Linked DNA regions of Mus musculus: all the other regions are linked to region 4. Evidence: chromatin contacts called from public HiCAR-type and HiChIP or PLAC-seq data. All regions are on one chromosome and are shown on one strand. The core of a region is the stretch at or near the end of the contact, and the rest is flanking DNA. Distances in the headings are between cores, read along the strand shown. Region 1 has its middle 18 kb from the start of Gm40207. Region 2 has its middle 90 kb from the start of E130114P18Rik. Region 3 has its middle 50 kb from the start of Gm40207. Region 4 has its middle 12 kb from the start of Gm34053.

Region 1 (6,116 bases), core at 3,373-5,872, 640 kb before region 4:
ACCAAATTAAGATCTTTTTAGGTTCGTACCTAAACAACCAGTACTTCTAATCCACAGTGAGGCTTGAGAATCAGTCATGATTGAGTTTTAATTAAACTTGTGTTACTATGTGTTGACAGGACAATATGTCTAAAAAATAAAGAAATCTTCATGTGAAGTTAATTTGACCAATCAAGAAACAGATCCCCCACACTATTGAAGTCACTCTTGAGTAACTCGCTGTAAGGTTGTATAAATATTGAAGTGCACACAGAAAAGGGTAAACAGTTTTCATGGTGATTAGTATAGTTTAAGGAACTATGATATCACTACTTGAAACAGAAGGATAAACAGATGAATGAGTTGCTGAGATGAGATACCAAGATTTCCTTCTTAACTTCCCCCTGCAGGACCTGGCAGCACAGCTTGAAGACTTGGGGTAGAGAAACTCTTATGCTTAGAGAATTTCATCTCTAAGATGTCTGTGAGTAATATCTCCAGCATGAGAGATATTGGGAGATGGTGCATATTTCAACAGTCAGATTGTAGTTCTTTGATTTTGTCAGTTAGATAGCTACATGGTGCTAGAGAATTCTTAATAGAGACAACTAATGGTTAGAGTTTCACCTTGTTCATCATCTTCTTCGTCATTAGTCGTAGTGTTGGGTGGATAGCAAGATGAATCTGAGTCTTGACTCTATTATTCATTTCATGGTTGAAGTGAGTACTATTCATTTTGCTTCTATTTGAAACTAATCAGTTTGCTTCTTCTCATATATGCCATGGACATTGTAGTTGAGTAATAATTAAACATATGGTAATTATAAAGGATTGAGGCATACATGCTAGTGTTCAACAAATGCTTTTCTCTTACGTTTTATGAGTATCATGGCTGAGAATTTGGTGTGGTTTTCCAGGTACTCTTAGAAGATGCTACCGTTCTTCATTAACTTGTATTCAATGAACAATGAACAGGATAGATATGAGGTGATTTTTACTTTGTTAGATAAAGGATATATTGTCCTATTTATTTTCTAGTATATTTTGGTGGGCAAGGTTTTATGAAACTTCTATAATAGTAGCGGGGAAAGTTTGTTCTCTTTCTTCTTGGGAAAGAGTAGGGCCTTTCTACTGTGGATTTCTCCTCTACTTAGCAATAGCAGCTATCACCAGGTCACAAGTTCCCTAGCTAAACCTGCTGTTACTGAACTTGTTACAGAGATCTTGATTTTGGTACTTTGTGTTTGGCTCTTATATTAGTGGTTATTCTCCAGCTTATCAACACAGGTATTAAAACTGACTTTGTATGCACATTATTTTTATAGGAGTTCTAGTGCTCTATAGTACAGAAAGGTGATTATAGTTTATAATAGAGTACATTTATAAATAACTAAAACAATTCTTAAAGCCATGACTTTTCGGGTCATATGATTTTTCAGCAAGTTTAAAGTACCAGGCATGGATTCTCGCCTGTGGAATGGGATTCAAATACAACCGGAGAGCAACTGGCTACCTCCCTAAAAACTATATCACTGTTGCCCAAGCATGGACATCTTGATGTGTATGTCAGTACTGTGGTTCATAGGACTTACAGCTGGGTAAAACTGCTGGTTGGCATCTTTTCTTCTTTACAAGCTGGCTTTGCCACTTCCAACACTGTAACCTTGAAGTCTTTATGTATTGCAACCAAAGTGGGTGGTGTCTTTACCAATAAGGTTTTAACACCTAGCTCTTGTGAGCAACAGCCCAGAACCTCCCCAACCAATAACTAATATAAAAATATCAAGTTATTTCGTACCTGGAACTGGGATTTTTGTTCAGAAATTCATAGCTCACAGGAGCATCAATACTCAGTCTTTCAGGGCATCTCTTTTTACATTTATTTTTAATTTATTTTTTATACAGATTCCACATACATTTTATTTTTGTTAACTATGTCTACCACTTTCTCATTTCTCCCACCTTTCACTGTCCTCCCCAATTACAATTTTTTGCCTTTGGTATATCACTTCTCCATTTTCATTTCACTCATATTCTACTGACATACCTCTTAGTGTTTACCCCTCATTGCCTCATTCTAGCTTCCTGGCCTGTGTAGGCATTCCAGGTTAAACACACAAAAAATAGAGATTTAAGGCTAGAATCTACACATGAGAAAGACCATGTGGTATTTGTTTTTCTGGGACTTTGTTAACTTATTCAGCATGATTTTTTCCTAGTTTAATTCATTTTCCTGTGTGTTTTAAACTTCATTATTATTTAGTACAAATAAAACTCCATTGTGTATATGTAAAAGACCTTTATACATCAGTTGTTAGATATTTAGACTGACTCCATTTCATTGCTGTTGTGAATGGAGCAGTCACAAGTATGGTTGTACAATATCTTTGTAGTGCGATATAGAAGTCTTTGGCTACATACCTAAGAATAGTATCATCTGTTAATTCTATTTCTCCTTCTGAGAAATCTTCAGACTAAATTCCATACTTATTACTGCTGTTTAGTTAAATTGACATGACATTAAACTACCTTCTAAGCATCTATGATTATACCACAGAGAAATGTTACTATCACCTTTAATCAGAAAAGACTTTTTGCAGTGAATGCAAAGACCCAAGGTAAAAAAAAGAAATGAAGATTGAATGCTTAGTAATAATTGAGAAATTCATACCATAAATTTTAAGACACGCGGAATAATGTGCAAGAGAGGATGGAAAGAATGTAAGAGATGAAGGATTGAGAGAAGGGCTGCAAAATGTCCCCTTCTATGTATTACACAGTCATTTAAAGATGAAATCACACTAGATGTGATTATTGGCATAGGGCTTACATAAGACTGGAAAAGGAAGTAGTCAACTATGGAAGGAAGGGTCTTACTGGGTTCTACCACTTACTGATGGACTTTTGGCAACCAACTTATTATAGGAGAGGGGGTACCACTTCCTGCTCCTTAAAAGTTTAGCATTTGTGTATAATACATACAAATTTCTCTCTTCTAGTTCTTAATTTAGTTCATTGAAGGAGAGTGGTACCATGTCTTCACTGAATGAGCCTGAGGAAATGAGTAATCTCTCAAATATGCTTTCATTATCCTTAAAATGAAGAAAGTAACCTTTTTTTGACTGGCATTGTGAATTTCCAATGGATAGAAGGTACACAGTCCAATGCCTGGCATAAAGTAACAGTTTACTGTATTTAACTGCTATAAGCAATGATAGAAAGGGCTGCATCTGAATGAGGTGGAGTGCCCACAGCCAGCGAGTATTCTTTTTGCTCCCACTTTTGTTGTGTTCCTGATAGGGATTCCCACCAAACTCCAGTAGAAGTTTCCAAATCCACGATCACTCATATGGCTTTGGTTTATGTCAGAACTCACAATATGAAACAGAAAGACACGAACTGATGAAAGAGATTCAGAAGCAAAAGGTAAAATGGACACAGGTGAGAGAGTAGGAAGTGGGAATTATGTGAATACACTATATATGAAATTGTGAAATGCAAATTTCAGTGAACTAAATTAAGAACTAGAAGAGAGGAATTTGTGTGTATTAAACACAAATGCTAAACATTTGAGGAGCAGGAAGTGGTTCAGTCTCTGATTTATTACTGTACTTGTTCGCATGCACCAGGTTACCACATTTTACCCACAGATAAGAACGGTGACTCTGTTTTAATTACATATCAATGAATAAGGAATAAATCCTCACCTTATTATATTGAAGGTAAAGCATTAAACAGACAATTAGACTAACATAGGACAGGTAAGTAGCACATCAGGCTAGTGAGGCTGAAGGAATTGGTAATTGTAGAAACAAGTCAATGTTGAAGTTAGGGTCCAGGAACTTGGGCTAGGTAGGGGTAAGACTTAAAGAGAAGCCTACTAATGGTAAGTAGAGGGGTCTATGAACTGGAGAAACTATTGAGTGAAAGAAGAGATAAAATGATCATCAAGTCATCATAAGGTGTAGTATTTGTCTGTTTATGTTAAAGGGATAAAAATCTCAGGTAAGATTTAAACCTAAAGGTAATATAAGAAAGGACAAGTGGTATTGGAAAATAACTCCAAAAGTGGCTCTAAGTTCTGAGATGTAAAAGTTTGGGGTGGCTAATTCAGGTGGTTTACTGATGTTATTTAGAACATTCAGACTAGCTATTAAAAACTCAAGTAGCAACTTAAAAAAATGATTCTTGACTCTCTGCTTCCACTCATCTGTTATGTTACTCATTCAATACCTGAGGGGACAACAGAGGCACTATTTATTATGGGTCTCATCATTTCTCAGAGCACTTCTGAGTTTATTTGATAATATTTAATGTTTGAAGTGAAGCTTACATTGCAATGTGTCACAAGTTTAAGCTGAAGAGAGCTCGTGGCATTTAGGGAAATATAGACTTCAACGGGAATCTCACAGTTTCAAGTAACAATGTAAATGGTGCAGCCAAATAAGGAAGGGATAAAAAGAACTCAGTGTCACCTCTGGCTGTTTGGTGGTGGAGGTTGTGTGAGGGTTTGATTTGTCTGGAAGAAAGAAGAGAGGATGCTGTTACAAAGTACTTCTCAGGCATTCTAGAGAGCACTAAAGAATTCAGACACTAAAGACATAGCTGGAACCTGGAGCCTGAGAAACTGCTCACTGTAACACTCTAGAATGAGTTGTATTGAGCAGTTTCAGCTTACCATGTCTCACTGAATGAGCCCGAGGAAATGAGTAATCTCTCAAATATGCTTTCATTATCCTTAAAATGAAGAAAGTAACCTTTTTTTTGACTGGCATTGTGAATTTCCAATGGATAGAAGGTACACAGTCCAGTGCCTGGCACAAAGTAATGGTTTACTGTATTTAACTGCTACAAGCAATGATAGAAAGGGCTGCATCTGAATGAGGTGGAGTGCCCACAGCCAGCGAGTGTTCTTTTTGCTTCTTATGAAGTCTGTTGGGATTCTTTGGGCTCTAAAAATAAAATTAAACAGTCTTTAAATTTTAAGTGGATATAGTAATTATTTGTAGATCAGTTTTCAAGCTTTAACTTTTAGCTGCAAAATCATTTTAAGCTCTGATCTTTCAATTATTCATTTCTACTATATTTTAATAAAAGGAATGTAAATACATAATGAGTATGACCAAATTGCAGGTCCAATGTTTTGTACCAATTAGGTTCTAAAATATTAAAGATGGGTGTATTAAGCAGGCTTTTTAAAGGTTGCAAGAGAGGTTCAACTTCCTCAATTCCTTATTTCTATCCAAGTCTCATTTCCTGTCAGTTACCCATTTGAGCCTTTCTGTGTATTTCAGAACATGAGAGCTAGCTCACAACCATGGAATCATGAATGTTGCATAGGAAATGAGGAACAGTTCTTAGCCTTCAATGAAAACGAGATGTGCCATGAGAACACAATCCTGTCATTCCCTGTGAGTTGTGCCAGTCAGTGACAGTGCTGAGCTATCCTGGCCACTATTTTGATGACCATTGCCATTTACATAGACAGCCAACCTTCAAGTCTCTGTCTCCAGCTATGACTTTGTCTTCTACTTCACATAAACTTGCCCAGTTCTTCATGGGATTGTCTATTACAATACCATAGGAAGCTTGATTAGCAAGTCCCCCCTCCAACCTTTATTATTTCATATAGTCTGTTCTATTTCTAGTACAGAAATAAATGGCATGACTTAAGCTAGTACTCTCGAAGTCATACTTGTTAGTGCAGCTTTAGTGGCTTTGATGGGGAAAAAACTTGTTTATGTGCAATTAGAGCTTGGCCAAATGATTCAACCATTCAAGGTATCATTTTCCTCATTTGTTATGTAGGGTCATGCTAATCCTGGGCTCACAGATTTGGTATGATAAATAGTTTTAAGTGCTTAGAAAATTACTTGTTACATAGGAAAAAACTATATAAATAAAAGAATTGTACACAGCATTCCAAGAAAGCTATTACTTTTATACCTTCCTCTATAAGTCTACTGGCATCCCTTAAATGCTGATTCAACCTCCAGAATATAGTAGATATTTTTATTTTCATCCTGGCTCAACCCTTGTTCCTTCCTGTCTCCAGTCTCTACGGCAACCAGAATGACATTTACTGAATTCAGATTGGTCATATTAGCTCCTGATCACAAGCCTTCATTGTGTTGGCC
Region 2 (6,139 bases), core at 101-2,600, 880 kb before region 4:
GCAACAATATCCTGACTGGATAGCGATGTTCATCTTAGAGAGAGACTGGCTTCTGTCACCAATTTCCTCTCTGGAGAGCCAGGATCCATCTTGGTACTATCAGGGGAGGATTCAGTTCCCACAGAGGGGAGCAAGATCATTTTGGTGTGCTTTGGCCATTTATCTGTCATCTGTTTGTCCCTCAACCTTCTCTCCAGCTCTCATACCATCCAGAAATCTTTACTGGGATGTACTCTTTGTAATGGAGCATGATAAGTAGATTCATATGTTGCTTGACCCCAAGGATCTTGTGGGATCTTCCCGAGGAACACTGGGGTGGTACTGGAGTAAGGATGGATGCTGAAATGGTTTCTACAGAGATGGCGACTAAGGGAGATAGTTCAGAGAAACTGAGGCAGATGGCTCTGTCTGCTGCTTCTGTGCCTGCAGATGAGTGTCCTGGCTAGCCAGCTGCCCGCTGGCTCTGTCTGTCTCTTTGTGTGCTAATCAGTGGACCCATAGATGTTCCTCTTCCACAGGCAGCTTTCGACCTAGAGGTTGTGTCACGGTGTTGCCTGCCAATGGAGGTCACTTGGCCTGCTGAGATGCGCTGAGCCTACACACAGGACCTCATCTGCATGGGGAAGGTCAAATGAGGTTGAGCCCACTTCTCTCTCTCTCTCTCTCTCTCTCTCTCTCTCTCTCTCTCTCTCTCTCTCTCTCTCTCAAAGCCTTTTCTGCACAGGAACTGTCTCCTAGGGTGAGGAACAGAACAGCTTTGTGCTCTCCTTTGAGTGCTCACTGCAGGGAAAGCCCAGCCACAAGCTACAAAGTCGTCCAAGTTCAACCCCCAGACACAGTGTGCTGTGCTCAGAAATCACAAGGGAGGTAGGAAGGCTCAGAAGAAAATGCAGACAGGGGACCTTGAGGAGATGGGAGGGCAGTGAGCCGATTTTTCATGTCAGATTTTAAAGATCTTGTCAGAGTCTTCCTGTTTTTACATATAGAATTGGTAAGGTCCGTGTTTCACTCCTGCATTTTCTTTGAAATTTATCTTTGCTTCCCATCTAGCATGTATGTTGGGAAGAGGGACAAGGGTGTGTGTGTGTGTGTGTGTGTGTGTGTGTGTGTGTGTGTGTGTGTGTCAGAGCTGTTCTCTCCTTCTGGGGTTCATCTGCTTTTGAGAGCTGCTTGCTCTTCGCTGGCCACAGAAGAGTACCTGACATTCAGGCTACTGCCTTGAATATAATTGAATTGCTGGGATGTGCTAAACATTGCAGGGCTTTAAGCTGAAGATAATTTAATGATGTGGCCTTTAGGATTGTTAATTAGTACTGTCTGTATGAGCATGTAACAATAACACCACCTACTGTAAAGTGAATGTTCTACACTCAGAACACTCATTTCTTTAGGGCTTCCTGCAGAGACGTGTGCTCATTAACTCCTTTGATGACAAAGGCTTTTCCCCTTTTTGAGGGGTTCTGCAAGCTTTGGATTCTCACGGTCGGTCTCTAATCTCTCATTCTTCTGCGTAAAGCCATGACGCAGCTGGTGTGGGCAGGGGCATAGAGAACGGACACTCAGACCTATGCTAACCGTGACTTGATTGATCCTTCTCTGCTGGGCTGCCGGGACACTGTCGCTCTGGAGAACAGAGAGCAGAGAGGCTTAGGAGACGATGTGGAGAGAGTTAAGAGAGAATGCAGAGAAACTGGAATCCCGCGCTGTGTTAGTGTGAATGCAAACAGTGTGAAGGTACCTTGAAAGTTAAAAGCAGAACTGCCACGGGATCCAACACTTTCGGCCATTTATCCTAGAGGTTTGAAATCAGGATATCAGAGAGATATTAACCCTCCTTAGTTTACTACAGCCATATTCAAAGTGAGGAGGATGCAGAAATATCATGTCCCCCGAAAGACAAGTGGAAAAGAAGAGATTCGTATTCATGCAATGGGATGCTGTTTAGCCTTTAAAAGAAGGCTGTGAACCCTGAAAGCATTATGTTAAGTGAAATATATGTGATAAAGTGAGAAAGATTGCACAGTTCCACTCTTACAATATCTCAACATCAAATTCTTGTAATAAAACAGGAGATTGGTAGTTGCCACAAACAGTCTAGGAACCAAGCAAATGTCCGGTTGACAGTTCAATAGCATCAGTGTTCAGCTCATCAGGTGAGTGAGTTCTAGAGGTCGGCTATTCAACACTGTACCTATGCTCACTATATCTGACAATCCAAATGTGCCAATCTAGGGTAGGTCCCATGTCGAAGGTTCTCAGGGAAGGTGAGTGGGATTGCTCAGTGGTAGAGCACTAGCTCAGCCTGTAGGAGGCACTGGAACATTCACACACACATACATATATGTATGAATGAACATATAATGATATGTACAAATATATACAGAAATGAGCACATCCATGTATTCACATGCAAGATTAGAGAGGGAGAGAGGGGGAGAGAGAGGGGGAGGGAGAGGGGGAGGGAGAGGGGGCAGGGAGAGAGGGAGAGGGGGCAGGGAGAGAGGGAGAGGGAGAAGAGGAGGGGGAGGGGGAGGGGGAGGGAGAGGGAGAGGGAGAGATCTGGCCACTGAAGTCAAGGTGTTACTTGCACTTTCTTACCCCATTGGAGGAAATGGTCCATGAATGGCTGCTCAGTGAGCTCAGAGGTTCAGGTGAATTGTCAGCTTAGAGGAAGCCTCCATGTTAATTTGGGGAAGTGGAAGCTGTAGGTGGGAAGGAAGTGCTCACTCTGTTTTCCCATTTGTTATAACAGGCAAGGGCTCTTCCAACCACATACCCTTCTCTTCACTAACAAGTATATATTTCCAAAGCTGCTTATATTCTTCAGTGAGAAAAATGCCAGCTATATTTAAATACTTGGATATTAGACTATGTCCTGTTCTGTGTTCAGCCAAATCTTCCCATGACCATGCTATAGGCCCTGGTATGGCCCTGAAGATCCTACTGTCAATGCCTCAGCTTCCGCCACCTTCCTCTCTGGGTTTGCTTCTGTCTCACCCTTACAATTTCATCCGGCCTCTAGTCTGGAGACTAGACACCAGACGTAGTTTTGCAGACTGATGGAGAACATTACTGGCTGACTGTGGCCATCCTCTGTCAAAGCCAGAGGAGGCCTTGAAATACTTTTCAGTGCAGAGCCTGTTGATTGAGCTGGAACTGAGAGCCACTCACTATTCCAGTGCCAGCTTCTTGGCCCATTTTTCCCCTAACCTGTCAACTGAGCTTTGTCATGTCCCTGACCTGCCACCTCCCTGCATTTGCACAGCTGTGTCTGCCTGGTGCTGTCTGCTGTCCACGCTTACGCCTTGACCCACTGAGCTTTCTGCATGCCTTGCTTGTGCACCTTTGCTGCAGCCTGCCTCTGGCTCCCTCTTAATTATGTCATTTGCTCTCCCCCACAACAGCCCTCTAGAGCTTCCTGCCTTTACAGCCCCTCCCCTCCTTCCTGTCCTTCCCCAAGGACTGCAGCCTTCCCTCCTGTTTCCCTTTGGTCTCTCCCACCTTACTTCCTGTTCTCACATGTGCCTGAGTGCCCCCATAGCTATCTTTGACTTCTGTCCTTGTCATTATTTTCTCAACTGTTGCACCCCCCTCCCCGCACTTCCCCCGTTCTCCCCTGCAATGATAACTTCTCAACAGTCAGCAAACGTCATTTCCTTGGCAGTGGCTTCCAGAGTGAACTCAGTGCAAGCAGAGTTGTGTTCTCTGCGTATCTTCTACAAGCCCCTTATCCTGTTAATTGATGTTGATCTAGTCTGATTTTTATCCCAGATCATAGCAGTGTCTAGACTGTACATAGGATTAGTTTATTTATTTCACAAATGAACAGGTGTATTGGGAAGTTGAGGTAGGAACTAGATTTTGTTCATCTCCCAGGAGCCATACATCCACTGTCTTCCTGTTAAAGGTCTGGATGTGACTTCTTTCTCCCTATCTGTAATTGTCATTTTCTATCATGGTTTTACTTATCTCCATGTGTCTTGCCATTGCTATCACACTGATGCTTCCTCTGAACAGCTGTCTGCATCCATATCTATGGTTTCTCCAAACACCGAACATCATAAGTCTCACATGTTGCCTTATTAAGATGTAGCAATGTTGAAAAGTTGTAAGCTGCCTTTAAACCACTTCGTTCAGAATAAGCTGTTTATCTTAAGTCAACTAACCTGAACTTAATCTTTTGTCGCAGTCACCCCCGGATATCTATTGATGTGCATGAAATTTTGCTGGATTGTAAAATTTATAAAACAAGGTTAGTGCCAATCTTACCTAGTATTATTTCCAGCAAGATGACCGACAAGGATGGACATAAACACAGACATGTTGATGGGATAAATACAGCCTCTATTCTGCCTTTAGGAAGCAGCTGAACCCAACTGTCTAGGAAAGATTCTCATATAACTCTCACTTTAAGTTTCTCAAAGTAGAAAAAAAAATATTTTCTCTGAAATTGTTTAAGCAGTCACAAGGTGTGTGGGATCATAAGGACAGACACAGGACCTTCCCTCAACCATTCAGTGAATAAGTTGTGTCCAATTTTGTCCAGAGCTAGACTTAAAATGATAATGGTGATGATGATGATGATGATGGTAATAATAATAATAATAATAATAATAATAATAATAATAATAATAATGGTCTCTAACACAGTGTCTGGGTTTTCCAAATCCCTAGCTCAGACTGACAACATAGTACTCCTGTGAACACATTTTTTTAACTAGGTGGCATCTGGTGCCTCTCAATAGAAATGTGTTCCTGCATGGGAGAGTGGTCCTTCTGTGGTGACTGAATGGGCACTGCCTGTCAGATCAATTATGCACGAAACTCGTCTTCTCTAAGGTTCCCTCACATTTTTTTTCTCTTGAGAATTCACCTTGCACTCAACCTTCTGTCTCTAGGAGTCAGGCCTGCAGACAGTTGCCTGCCCCCAGCTGTTTCCCGCTGGAGAGTATGGCCAAGGAGACACCTCCCTGCTGGGTTTGTATTACCCGTGTGATGAGTCTTCTCTGTTTCCAGGCTGGACATTTAAACGTGGTAGTAGTGGGAAGCCTTTCTCTTATTTCACTGATATACCATTAGGACACCTTGCTCCTTAGCTGCTTTGACATATGTGCAATAGAGCCTACTGTGGGTCAGCATATTCCTAGTCTGTCTCAGTTTGTGCTTTTTTTCCTGAGGCCACTGCTTCTTTGACCACAGAGAACAGGGCAATGATCATAAAGTCAGAAAAACAAATAGAGAGCTTTCTGTAGGTGGGGTTTCCTGTGAATGCTGACCAGGTTGCTGCATAGCTTCCTAGAAACCATTATTGATAAACCATCATAAAATCCTCTCTTTGGGCTCTACGGGGTGATGCACGGCATTCTGTTACTGAGGTCAAGTTCTTATGGTCTAACTGGCAGAGCCAGAGTATAATGAGAGCAGCTGGTAGGGACGCCATCTGGGGTACCCAGGAAGCATAGCTCTTGTTCATTTGCAAAAGTGCAAGGTGATAAGAGGCCAGTCTGCTCTCAAAATACATTTAGGAGATGGTATCTCCTTCCATCTCTCCATCACAGCTGAGGCAGCCAGCAATGTTGTTGCAGCCTGGCTTCTCTGTGGCCATTCCCATCAACCGTAAACCTTCTCTTCTCCCAATGAATAGCAGCCATAACTACATTTAAAAAATACAACTCATGGAAAATGCTTAAAGCCCCTAGATAGCCTGGCTTGTATGGCCTTAGTGGAAGAGGATGAGCTTAGTCCTGCTGCAACTTGATGTGCCAGGATGGATTGGTACCCATGGGAGGCTTGCCTTCTCTGAGGAGAAGGAGAGGGGATAGCATGGGAGGTTGTGAGGTGGGACTGGGAGAAGAGGAGGGGGAGCAATCAGGATGTAAAGTGAATAAATAAAAATAAAATAATAAAAAATAGAAAAAAAATAAAGAGCTTTGGGTCCCCATTTCTGCTGCCCCTACAAGCATGGCAGTTCTATATAACAGTCCTTCTTACTCACCATTGTGCACAAGTCCAACCACTAAGCCTCCACTGAGTCATCTCTACAGTGGATATAATGACAGAAGGGTCAACTCCTAAGCTGGGTGAGAAACCTAAGTGACATAGTATATGGTTGGCACAGGCACACAGCAATTGCTAAAGA
Region 3 (5,567 bases), core at 1,764-4,263, 670 kb before region 4:
TTAAATGATGACAAACACGTTCCCCTCCTGGTCTCCCCTCTCACAGTTTTTCACTCTATGCCTCCTCCCCTTTGCCTCTGAGAGGGTGCTTCCTCCATCCCCATTCCCTGGGGCATCAAGTTTCTACAGGATTAAGCACATTAGGCAGGGCAGTCCTCTGCTACATATGTGCTGGGGGTTCGTTTTTATACCTTCATTACCAGTTTTGATGTGAGGTTACATATGCATTCTGTTCTCCCATTATTTCTCTGCCTTAAAACTGGAATATTTCCATAAGTTGTATTTGCTTATTTATGATAATGGACGTGAAAAGTAGCTCAGAACTCAACCACTAAAACAGAATGTACTTACCTGGGAGCTGGTTGATCTTTTATTTCTCATAAGTCATTTTAGTTTCTTCATTACAAGTCAGAGCTTCAGGCCAGGGATGGTGTGAGCTTCCCAGAACATTGAATTGTCCAATTTTTTATTAGATATTTTCTTTATTTGCATTTCAAATGCTATCCCAAAAGTTCCCTATAACCTCACCCTGCCCTGCTCCCTTACCCACCCATTCCTACTTCTTGGCCCTGGCGTTCCCCTGTACTGGAGCATATAAATTTTGCAATACTAAGGGGCCTCTCTTCCCAGTGATGGCTGACTAGGGGCCATCTTCTGCTACATATGCAGCTAGAGACACAAGCTCTGGGGGTACTGGTTAGCTCATATTGTTGTTCCACCTATAGGGTTGCAGACCCCTTCAGCTCCTTGGGTGCTTTCTCTAGCTACTCCATTGGGGGCCCTGTGTTCCATCCTATAGATGACTGTGAGCATCCACTTCTGTATTTGCCAGGCACTGGCATAGCCTCATAGACTGGTGATAGGAGCATCAGTCTCTCAGTTGTGGTAATATCTGATTTCTCACTCTTTTTGCTACTTAGCAAAATATAAGAAGATGTTTTTAAGACCATGAGAATATCACTCTACTTACCAAAAAGTTCCTACTGTTTTCAGCATCTAATGGTGAGCTTTATTCCCCTGAACTAACTCCATAGTGACAGTTCTGACAGTTACAAATGGCTATTTGTCCAAATTTAGAATTCCCTCCAGATTTTACCATTTTACATTCAACAAACCAGATTGTCTGTCTATCTATCTATCTATCTATCTATCTATCTATCTATCTATCTATCTATCCATTTGTCTTTCATCTTATATTTATCTGATCTGTCATCTATTCATCACAATAGACCCATGGGTTTCTGTTTTCAAATGTTCTCAAATTCCTCACTGTTTTGTATTAATTGTACATTCATCTGGATGCCTGGTTCATGGAAGATTCTTCAAGTTGGCCCCACATGGTACCTAATCATTTGCTCAGCATCACTTTAATTTTGGGCATACATGGTTTTCTAGGTTTACACTATACATACCTCACCCTTGCTCTGAAATCAGCCATTTATTTTTCTGTGATGTTCTGGTTCTTTTCAGAAAGGAATAGTACTAGAAACCAATGTTGGGCATAAACCATTTGACAGGACCACCTTTGCTCCTGAGACTTATGTGTTAAAATTCAAACTCCATACCAATAACTTTTAACTCTAACCCAACACCATAGAATATTATTTCTTCCATTATACACTTAGACATTTTTTTTCACAGTGAAAATCCCAACTCCCAACAACATCGCAACACTCGCTGCATCACCTTAATGTACCTAAAATAGTTTTAGGATTGTTTTACCCAAGATAAAAAGTAAACTAAAAAGAGGTCAGAATTTATTGTTTCTTTTTGTCTACTCTGCCTAAAATTCTGCATATGACAGCTCTATATTGATACACCTCTATCACATGTCATCTATATGTCTATGTGGTAAAATTCAGTGTTGATTTTATTGGAATCTTTAAAATTTTTCTCCCTTTATTGAGGTTATGAAAGTCACTTTGACCATATTTGGGTGACAATTATATTTAACTTCAAATTTTCTCCTCTGGGTTACATTTCCTTTTCAAAATAATTCAAATGTCAACAGATATCACCATGGCTTCACAGTATGTTTCTGTCCATTTCCCCTTCTTTCCTCATCTCGGATACAGCATCAGCTTAGTTCTCCCTGGCTTTTCCTTTCTTCTTTCTTTTTCTTAACACAGGATGATAAAGTTAGGAGGGAATTGCAAATCTTCCTACCCCTTATTTTATATAAAGGTTTCAAGTTATATTTTCAGTCTGGCATATTGCACTTGCCATGTAACACAGTATCTCTGAAAACACCATACTCTAAAATGCATATTTGCCATGGTTTACTCAATCAACTTCCTTGCTTTGAATGTGTAGTTTCCAATGTTCTACAAGAAAAAAATGTTGCCACTCTAAATATCTTAATGGATATAGTTTCACAGCATTAGAGGTATGTATTCAGTGTAAACTCTCAGGAGTGATATTACCGGCTGGAATATATATAAACATGGTTTAAGTATTTTGTTACAGTATTCTCCACAGGGTTACTGACTGATGTTTTATTTCATTTATTTATTTATTTATTTATTTATTTATTTATTTATTTATTTTTGTCACCAGTAAGAGATTGTCTGTGAAAGCTAACATTTTAGCTTTATTGTTAAGTGATGATAAATGAGAAGGGATCCAAGAGCCATAACACAATGCTAGGCATAGATGTGGATAGAAAAAGACTGCTGAACAAAAATTAATTAATGACAAGCTTTTCACTCACTCTGCCATCAGCCAAACACAGACAGGCAGTGTTTATCAGGGTAAGCATCTCTTAGTAGGCTTCTTAATAAGACACACAGTGCATGGTTAGGAGATAATCATTGTTTAAATGAGTGAAAACCATGACATTGCACTCAGAGTACACAAGCTTGCTGGTAAGTTATTCTAGAGGGCCAATCCTCACCCCTTTTCTTCCCTTTCCTCCTGGATAAACAATTCCCTGTGCAACCGCTCCTGGGTACTGAGCAGTTTGAAGTTTCCAAAGAAGAAAACATGTAAACAGTCATTGCAGTAGGAGATGGGCTACACAGAGGCCCATTGTCTACAGAGACAGTGAGAGCTCTGTGGCCAGCAGGGAGTGTCCTTATGTCTGCCTGGTGTCTTTAGCCTGAGCACAGCCTTTCCTCTCTGGAATGTAATATTCTGCCACGCCCTCGGAGTGGCATTGTGTAGTAACAGGGTCAGGGGTAAAGAGGCACAGATGGGGAAATGATCTCGCACAGGCAACCCAATAAGTCCGAAGCAGTGTGAGAGGAATGGTCAGGACCCAGGCACTGAATGAGTGTATTGTGCAGCTCCAGGGGGCGGTGGCTGAGAGGCACCTTCCTCTTGCAGTTCACCTGCAAGTGAGGAACAAAGCAGCCTTTGAGGTTCTGGGACCTGGCAAATGCTCTGCAGGTGACTGACTGCTTTATTACCCAGAATACCTTGATCATTTTATGTCTGCTGTTTTTTATGAGTTACCACTAGGGCTCATTTTGTCTCAGATGTGTGAGCTGAGAGTGAAAAGGGCAGAATCATCCCATGAAGAGTTGAATTGATGCTGCCAAGAGAGTACTGCTGAGCCTCTTGGTGTGCCATGTACTGATGATGTGAGACCAGTTTGCCCACTAACCTCAGATACAGAACAGGCACTTATAAGGATGGTGATATACCATGGAAAAATCTCTTGAGTTTGGATACCACATGAACTGCTAAAGTTGTTTTTAAATGTTTAAGAAGAAATCAAATATTCTTTAAGAGGAACTAATGAGTACCACCTGCTCTTAACTAATGGGGGTGGGGGTGGGGGGGCTATAGCCAAATTTAATGCATTTAAAGATAATAAAGCAAGCACCCATTCACTCAGTTTTTCAACAATATTTATTGAGTTGTTTTCGTGAGTTAGTGTGATCTAAAAGAATGTTATTGAATTTGTCTCTGGCCATCTTAAAATTTGATTAAAATAGTTCTTTGGATTTTGTGGTGATCCTTTTTCTTCTTCATGCTTCCTCCTCATGGACAATTACTGTGGTGTGTGTGTGTGTGTGTGTGTGTGTGTGTGTGTGTGTGTGTGTGTACATAAACCACACTCTCTTTTTAAAAATATGCCTTAAGTACTACTCTGTTTTGTAGACCATTTATGCAATCCATACGTAATTAAGGTGAAGCCAGGTATGATTTCAGCACAAGCCATATCTGCCTGAAAGTCTAGGCATGTTTTACATATTGAACATTTCAGATTTAAGCTTGATGGAATTTGGTTTGGATGGAATATCGAGGATCCTTCTTTGAAGGAAATCTTGATGTTTTTCTTGAAGGCTCTAGAGATACTCCCAAGAGAAAAACGTGCTCTGGCTGCTATTTTGATTTGCCTTCACATCTGCCCTATACATATTTGAAGGGTACTCTTAGAGAGCAGAGTTGCTATACATATATTTTTTTTAACTTTGAGGTGAAATTATTGCATTTTGTACACACCATATTATGAAGAGTTTACCAGGAATAGAATAGAGAGGATCTTTTCAATTTTCACTTTTAAAATCTTTGGCACATTGAAGACTCTGCTTCACTGGATATAAGACTTGGTGGAGCTGAGAAAGGTCAAAAAGCCATGGAGATGTAGAAATGAAAGTCAACGTGGCCTCCATGTGGTAATGATGTACATCAGGATTTCCCTGTATTTATTTATACATTGCAGTAGAAAGGCTACTATTTGATTCAGAAACAAATTATTCAATCTTTAACTTAAGGAATGAATGTTATTTTGAAGAGATTGTGAGAGTTTCTAATCCTGGGACCTCTGTTGACTGTCTCAAAAAGTTATTACTTATTGATAATAACCTGTGATGTTTTCTGACAACCAATTATGTATAATTTAATAGCTTAATATATCAACAACAAAAATGTAAATGTGTTCAAGACAACAATTAGTAATTGTTCAGAACAAGAAACTCCACTTTATTCCATTGTTCATATTTTTAACACTTTAAAAATCCATTTTTTCCCATATTTTTTTCAGGAAGTGAAATATTTTAATGCAATTTTATTTTATATAAAATAAAAATAAAATTTTCTTAATCTCAGAGGGAGGAGTTAAAACAAAACAAAAGCCAGGGAAACATCATAATTCTAAATTATTGTCACTTTTGCTTGTATGCTTCCATGATGAATTAAGTAATGGGTACTGGTCCATCTTCTTTTTTTTAAATATTTTTTATTACGTATTTTCCTCAATTACATTTCCAATGCTATCCTAAAAGTCCCCCATACCCCCACCCCCCACTTCCCTCCCACCCATTCCCATTTTTTTGGCCCTGGCGTTCCCCTGTACTGGGGCATATAAAGTTTGTGTGTCCCATGAGCCTCTCTTTCCAGTGATGGCCGACTAGGCCATCTTTTGATACATATGCAGCTAGAGTCAAGAGCTCCGGGGTACTGGTTAGTTCATAATGTCATCTGTAGTCTTGGCTGGCCTTGAACTCATGAGTAGACTAGGCTTGCCTGAAACTCATAGAGATATTCCTGCTTGTGGCATTCTACCTCTAGCCTCAAAGGCTGGAATTTAAGGCATGCATTACCACACTTGGCTTTTTTTT
Region 4 (6,369 bases), core at 3,861-6,360:
AACCAAATAGATGAGAACGTCCAAGATGCTTAGAAATGCTCCGTACACACTGGAAATTGTTAATTATACTAGCCCTCATCTCTAAGCTTTGAAAATCTAAAGACAAAGAAGCTATGGCTTGCCCTTGGCCACATATTTTAACTCACCAACTTAGAGATTCTAATAAGCACAGGGGCCTAGGGTCCCAGTAACATCCTATAAACTCTGGGAATTATGCATGTGACTTATCAAGGATGACGTTGGGTCCTCAGAGAGATAAAGGCTCACTTTTATTTGTGCTTAGGGACAATGGAATGATAATCAGAATATCTTGTGCTGCATGGTGCTTTTGGTTTTCAAAATGTTTCCCATCAATTACATCATTTTACTTTTAAATATCCCTATGAGTCAGGGAAGACATTATCACCATTAGTTGTTGTTCTTATTATTGATTTTTTTTTTCAAAAAGGTTCTCCTTGTTATGAGGAAATATAGTCATTCCCATTTTTAAACTGTTTCAATACATTTCTCAATAAATTCTGGTGGCTAGATTTCTCTGACAAAAGGGCTTTATCCAAATTGGAAATGACAATCTTCTTTGACAAATGCACAGCAATATGGCTTAGGCAAAAAGCCACTTGAGCTTTTTGCATGCAAACAAATGAATTACAAAAAAAATTCATTACAAAATCCTCACTTCCTAGTTCTAAACTTTTGCAGTAGTTAAAGTCACAGGACTAAGGCTCTGTGAACTAGCTAACTCCACAAGTTAGCATCTGTTCTTATAGATCCTAAGCAGCTGCCAAATAAATATGCTTGTCAGTATAAACAGAGCCAATAGAGCGCACAGGCCTCATGGAATCTGGAAATATGTGGCACTGCTCTGGCTGCATGAAAACAAGGTCTTATACAGATGGTCTCTGTGGGGCCAAAGGGAGCAAACTGGGTAAAGTCTGAAGTCTCAGATTCTACCACTAGCTCACCACCATTTAGCAAGTCACATGCCCTCACATGCCCGATAGCTCTGCAGAGTCAAAAGACAATGGATTCTACGAGAAATATGCATGGGAGTGAACTGTATGGAAATGCAGTTAATTTTTCTATATTATTAGAATAGCTTGTATTAAAGATTTTTAAGTCATGCCAAATATGTAAAAAGACCTTATATATCACCTGGTACATAGCAGGATGTTTGTAATTATTATTAATGCAAAATAAACAATTATGTGTATATATCTTAAAGGTAAAAATGCATAGCTAATATACATAATTATAATATATGCATGCATATATTAAGAGGATAGTTCTTAAAAATAAGTACAAGTATATAACATAATTTGCCTCAAATATTATATACTGCATGTTATTTATGCTTCTTGAATAAATTTACCCTATTTAAAATGAGAAGCACTCTGTGAAGGGAAGAGATAGGATCATTCTCTCCTATCACAGAGGTTAATTAAGGGTCATTTGTGTAACACCCAGTAATATAGCAGGTTTATTTTCTGGCCTGAGCATAATGAAAAGCAAAGGACTGATCCTTCATTGGGAAAGTACCTAGACAAGGCATTATGGTAACATGCAGGAGGCTCCATTCAACCTAGACTCAACAAACTTTTGCCAGGTTGAGAAGTCAGAGGACCACATAAAAACAACAGATCAATCGAAGGTAAAAGACAAGCCTGGGCCAAATCTAGGGAACTGACTGCAGGGCACAAAATCCTCAGCTGCTAGGATAATGTAAGTAGCCCCCATGTGCTGAAGGTACGAATGGAACACAAGCAGCTCACACAGTGTGGATAGAGCTTTCTCTGAAGCATAGTCTTTTTCGAAGATGACCACTGTGCACAAGCCCAAAATAAGAGCAGAGCAGGCTTGGCCACTCACCAGCTCCAGAGGCAGTGAGTGGTGAATGGGTCCAAATGAATAGATTCCACAGCCGAACACCGTTTAGTGGGAAGTCTGACTTCACCAGCTGGCAGCCCACTCAACAGTGGTATATATTTCTTGGCAGGTCACTGAATCCCCAGGTCTCTGTCGCAGCGTTGATGTGTTGGGGCAGTCATAAACCAACACAGTCTTCTTCTTTTTTCTTTTCTTCTTAATTTTTAATTGCCTAAGACATAGTTTCATCATGCTACTTTCATAGATGGACATTATATCCTTTGTTCATACCCTTCTCATTACCTCTTCCCTTCCACCGGTATCCTTCCATTTCCCATGTGGTCTCTTTTCTTCTTTCATGTCAGTTTTCTTGTTTGTTTTGTTTTGTTTTGTTTTGTTTTGTTTTGTTTTGTTTTGTTTTGTTTTTGAGACAGGGTTTCTCTGTGTAGCCCTGACTGTCCTGGAACTCACTTTGTAGACCAGGCTGGCCTCGAACTCAGAAATCCACCTGCCTCTGCCTCCCGAGTGCTGGGATTAAAGGCGTGGCCACCAAGCCCGGCCCTCCTTTTTTTTTTTTTAATTTAGATTCTGCATATGAAAGAAAATATGATGCCTGCCTGTCTGTGTCAGGCTTATTTCATTTAACACAATGATCACTAGTTTGATCCATTTGTGTGGAAATAAGGTGGTTTCATTCTTTTTTTTCATAGCTGAATAAAACTCCATTGTGTACATACTGCACATTTGTCTAGTCTTCTTTCGAACAAGAACACATGACTAAGGTTTTGAGGAAAGCTTGCTTTGCTGACACCCTTTGCCATGTGATTTTAAGTGTTTATCATCAAGGCTGATTTTATCATCAGGCAATAACTATTTATGAAAGAAAATCCACTGCATAATGATACCCTGTGGAAATAGAAATTGGAGCTTACTTACAAAAATCAAGTAGCAAACGATTTAGCTCTTGGTTTACTCCAGCCTGGGCTGTGCTTTGCATGTGAAATGAGCTCAGTTTTGAATGTGGCAGATTCTTCTTGTTTGGGTCGTGTTTCTAATCGAGGCACATATATTTTCCCTCGATTGCAGGAAAACAAATTGGCAGTGGCATATTGCTTTGATATTTCAACCATTTGCTAGATTTCCACCCCTCCAAAATATCTTAAACGGAAGCATGAAACATGAGTAAGCCAAACCAGAGAGCTCAGTATTTATGAGCCTATTTGAGCCTTATAAAGATTTGATCAGAAAATATGCCTATTGATACACGATAATGTTTTACAACTGCAGTTGTCTTGGTCTATAAAATGTATTACAGTTCTGAAGGGGTTTCTACTTTGTCTGCAGACATTTCTGCTTTACTGCCACCAAGTGGTCTAGATTAGAATTGGCAGCATCGTTGCTGCTGGTTTAAGCAGAGGGTGTTTTGATTTTTAATTGTAAGAAGCAAAACCCTATTCACAAAATCTGGCTATGCAGGTGAGAGGAATTAAGAAGGAGAGCTAAGCCAATGTGAGGACACCAAGTACATTCTCATCCATTATGACTGCTGCTCTTTAAGAAAAGAGTGTTTAAACTGAGATACTCCAGGAACGTGAGCACACAATGAGAATGTGTCTATGTGTAGGATGCAGAATGAAAAATCAAATCCATACCTTGAATTTTGACTTCAAGATTCAAAAACTGAAACAAAAATTTTTGTTTATGCCACATGGTTTGTGGAACATTGCTAGGGCATCCCTGTTAATATAATATAAACAAATGTTAAATGGTACATGAAATGTGTATTTGGAATTAAGCACCTGATATCTTATTAAAGAGTTTGTGATGTGATGTTATCTGAATCTCCAATGCAAAGAGACAAAACTTGGAGGAAAATGAAAACTAAATGCTCCATCTAGGTGTCTATATTCATTCATGGACATATATTAATATTTATATGTAATATATCAAATATTCATACCTATATGTATGCATATGTATACATAAGGAAATATACAAGAATACTTATATGCAGTAATATACACAATGCACTTAGACTGAAGCCAAGTCGAGTTCAAATTTAGGCTCTGCAATGTACCAACAGGATAGCCTAGGTAAGATCCCCATTTTTCCAAGATCACTTGACTTAAGTTTATGATAAAATAGAAAATAATCAATTATGACAGTCAATGAAGCCATATACAATGCATTAAAGGGGCAACAGTTTTTGTCTTTAGCCTATACTTGTTTGTCACATTGTGGAGAAAAACTGTCCCACTCTCATATCCTTTTCTACCCACGGCATAGTCATAGTCCCCCAGCGGGAGAGAGCACTTAATGCTTATAAGGATATGTGGTATGATAAGGATATGTGGCATTGACTGTCCATATAAGAGAATCTACAATCACATTACAGATAAACTGATGGACATTTCTATGAGGGAGTTTCTAGTGTCAGCTATTTGAGATGAGAGGCTAGACATCTGCACTGAATAACAAGGCAAAACACCACTATGACCTGCATTCACATCTCTTTCCAGGCTGCTGATGAAATGGGGCCATCTGCCTCAACTCTTGTGGCCATGACACTATGTGTATCATAGAAGATACTATCCTCAAACTGATAGCCAAAATAAAACCTTTCTTCTTCCCTTAAGTTGCTTCAGTTTGGCTTTTTTTTTTTCACAGTAACATGAAAAGTAATATCCATATTGAACACATATCTGACCTTGTCTGGACGAGGGGACAATGGCACAATCTTAAAGAAAACACCTACCTTTGGTATTTTATTCTGCAAATTCTTGCTTCTCTGAGCTAAGAAGCTGTTCACTAAAACCAAATCTCAAAGAAGTCTGTTCTTTAGACTTGACCATACCCCTGGCATGAACTCAGTTTTAGGAAGATCAGAAATGTGATCTTTATTATTTATTGAGCAGGGACCAAGACATTGGTGGTATTAAAGAGCAAAGTCCAATCACTCAAGTGAATACAGAAATTATCTTAGGGAGTCTGATTGTCCTAGCAAGAATAATAGGGTTGTTAAGTGGGTCTCCTGCCTGGGAGATGCCAAGGGCACTAAGCACCAAAGAAAAAGAAACACTCAGTCACATGTGCTGGGCACACAAATAGAAAAGGTCTGTTATGCAGAAGCTACATGAGTCCCCATAGAAACATTGGCCCTCAGCCAACACAGCAATACTCAGTGAGAGTCCTTTGATCAGTATTTGAAATACTACAACAAATGCTTCACACTTCTGCATGCTAGTTCCTAGGTGCTAGGAATTCTAAATGGCCTGCAGTCCTCTGGACAGTCCATTAAAATGAAGAATGCCAGTACTGTCTTAACGGAAATAAAAAGGACTCACCCAGACAACAGAGACAACTATGCATCTTTATTTCCTTCTTTACCCAGTTTCTGAGGGCTTTCTTAGCAGAACCTTAATGAGAATTGATGCATCTGATAGTAAAGACATTTCATCTTATATATCCCAAAATATCCCACTGTGTATCTGGCTCATTCTCACCAAGATATCACTTCTCTAATTTTGTAGATTTTATTTTTCTCTCTTGAGAATATCAAGAAAAAAATCTTGAGGATAGTACTGTCTTGCCAGTCTCAGATGAGCAGGCTATCAAGGAGAATATTAGTTACCTCTTAAGGATGCTGTTGTCCAAAGAGCTTAAAGTACATCTCTCTTGGGAGATGACCATAGAGCTGCCTTTCTTTTGACCTTCAGAGCATGGAAGCCACACTAGGGTTCATGCCAATGTAGACGATCTCCCATCACTTCTCTGTTGAGTGACAATCACCTGCTGTCTAAGCAAGTGTTTCATGTGTTACTGTATTTCACAGACTCGGACATATTTTCCATAATTACTCCCCAGCAATATATAGAGTAGGGTGCCTGAGACTGAGATTTTAAATAAACAATTTTTTCTTACTTTAGCTTTAGTCCCAGTCATACAAAGCAACTTTGTTCTTTTCCTTCTGCAACTTTTCTCCACCCACGGAGGAAAAAAAATAAACCCTCTTCTGAATTAATACCCTAAGTGTTACATGTCAGTTTAGTTCTGAAGGTATATGTAAATCTCAGGTTATAATCACACTCTAATCGCCTCTTCCACTTCTTCTGAACTAGACAAGGTATATTTTCTTTGCATGTACTAGCAACTGGCAGAATACATGTATATATGTATGTTATGTATGCACATATACATACATACATACACATGTGTGTGTGTGTGTGTGTGTGTTAAATAGGTGAAAAAAGGGAATGAAGAAGGTAGGCATAGAGCATGGGCATAGTTCATGGAACTCTGTTTCAACTGGGCTATGCACACCCCATCTTCTAAGCATGCACTCAATAACCAAACTCCTTTACCTGCCTGCATTCTACACACATACCCCTTTTCTAACAATTCACCTAATAACCTTGTGCCCTACCTCCACTAGGCTATAAGTGCACTCATCTCTGAAAAATATAATAGGCTTTTTGGCTTTTTCTCCCCTACTAAAATTCAAACTTA

Evidence for each region. HiCAR-type assays count read pairs that join an accessible place to other places. HiChIP or PLAC-seq counts read pairs in DNA pulled down with a chosen protein or histone mark.
Region 1: a contact with region 4 is called in a HiCAR-type map of astrocytes, with 3 times the contacts expected there. The contact joins two enhancer-like sites. A contact is called at or near these places in 13 of 39 promoter capture datasets (the 3T3-L1 cell line, 3T3-L1-derived adipocytes, the C10 cell line and 8 more), 1 of 484 Hi-C or Micro-C datasets (neural progenitor cells) and 2 of 115 datasets of contacts at active chromatin or transcription factors (astrocytes and stem cell-derived neural progenitor cells).
Region 2: a contact with region 4 is called in a HiCAR-type map of astrocytes, with 5 times the contacts expected there. The contact joins two enhancer-like sites. A contact is called at or near these places in 7 of 39 promoter capture datasets (3T3-L1-derived adipocytes, embryonic stem cells, frontonasal cranial neural crest and 3 more), 2 of 484 Hi-C or Micro-C datasets (both in cortical neurons) and 1 of 115 datasets of contacts at active chromatin or transcription factors (astrocytes).
Region 3: an H3K27ac HiChIP or PLAC-seq map of stem cell-derived neural progenitor cells shows a contact between it and region 4, with 4 times the contacts expected there. The contact joins two enhancer-like sites. A contact is called at or near these places in 7 of 39 promoter capture datasets (the 3T3-L1 cell line, the C10 cell line, hippocampal neurons and 3 more), 2 of 115 datasets of contacts at active chromatin or transcription factors (astrocytes and stem cell-derived neural progenitor cells) and 1 of 9 other capture datasets (embryonic stem cells).

The regions. Positions count from the first base shown.
Region 1 is chr4:97,431,442-97,437,557 of GRCm38.p6, reverse strand. No RefSeq gene overlaps it. Among named protein-coding and RNA genes, the nearest start is that of Gm40207, 18 kb to the right of the region's middle. Within about 2 kb of position 4,622, at least 12 of the 459 cell types and tissues checked have an H3K27ac peak or open chromatin away from gene starts, as enhancers often do. A contact at or near this core is called in astrocytes and neural progenitor cells, where this site is marked.
Region 2 is chr4:97,671,407-97,677,545 of GRCm38.p6, reverse strand. It overlaps a transcript of Nfia not described here. Among named protein-coding and RNA genes, the nearest start is that of E130114P18Rik, 90 kb to the right of the region's middle. Within about 2 kb of position 1,350, at least 36 of the 459 cell types and tissues checked have an H3K27ac peak or open chromatin away from gene starts, as enhancers often do. A contact at or near this core is called in astrocytes, where this site is marked.
Region 3 is chr4:97,463,722-97,469,288 of GRCm38.p6, reverse strand. No RefSeq gene overlaps it. Among named protein-coding and RNA genes, the nearest start is that of Gm40207, 50 kb to the right of the region's middle. Within about 2 kb of position 3,013, at least 47 of the 459 cell types and tissues checked have an H3K27ac peak or open chromatin away from gene starts, as enhancers often do. A contact at or near this core is called in stem cell-derived neural progenitor cells, where this site is marked.
Region 4 is chr4:96,796,437-96,802,805 of GRCm38.p6, reverse strand. No RefSeq gene overlaps it. Among named protein-coding and RNA genes, the nearest start is that of Gm34053, 12 kb to the right of the region's middle. Within about 2 kb of position 5,110, at least 16 of the 459 cell types and tissues checked have an H3K27ac peak or open chromatin away from gene starts, as enhancers often do. A contact at or near this core is called in astrocytes, neural progenitor cells and stem cell-derived neural progenitor cells, where this site is marked.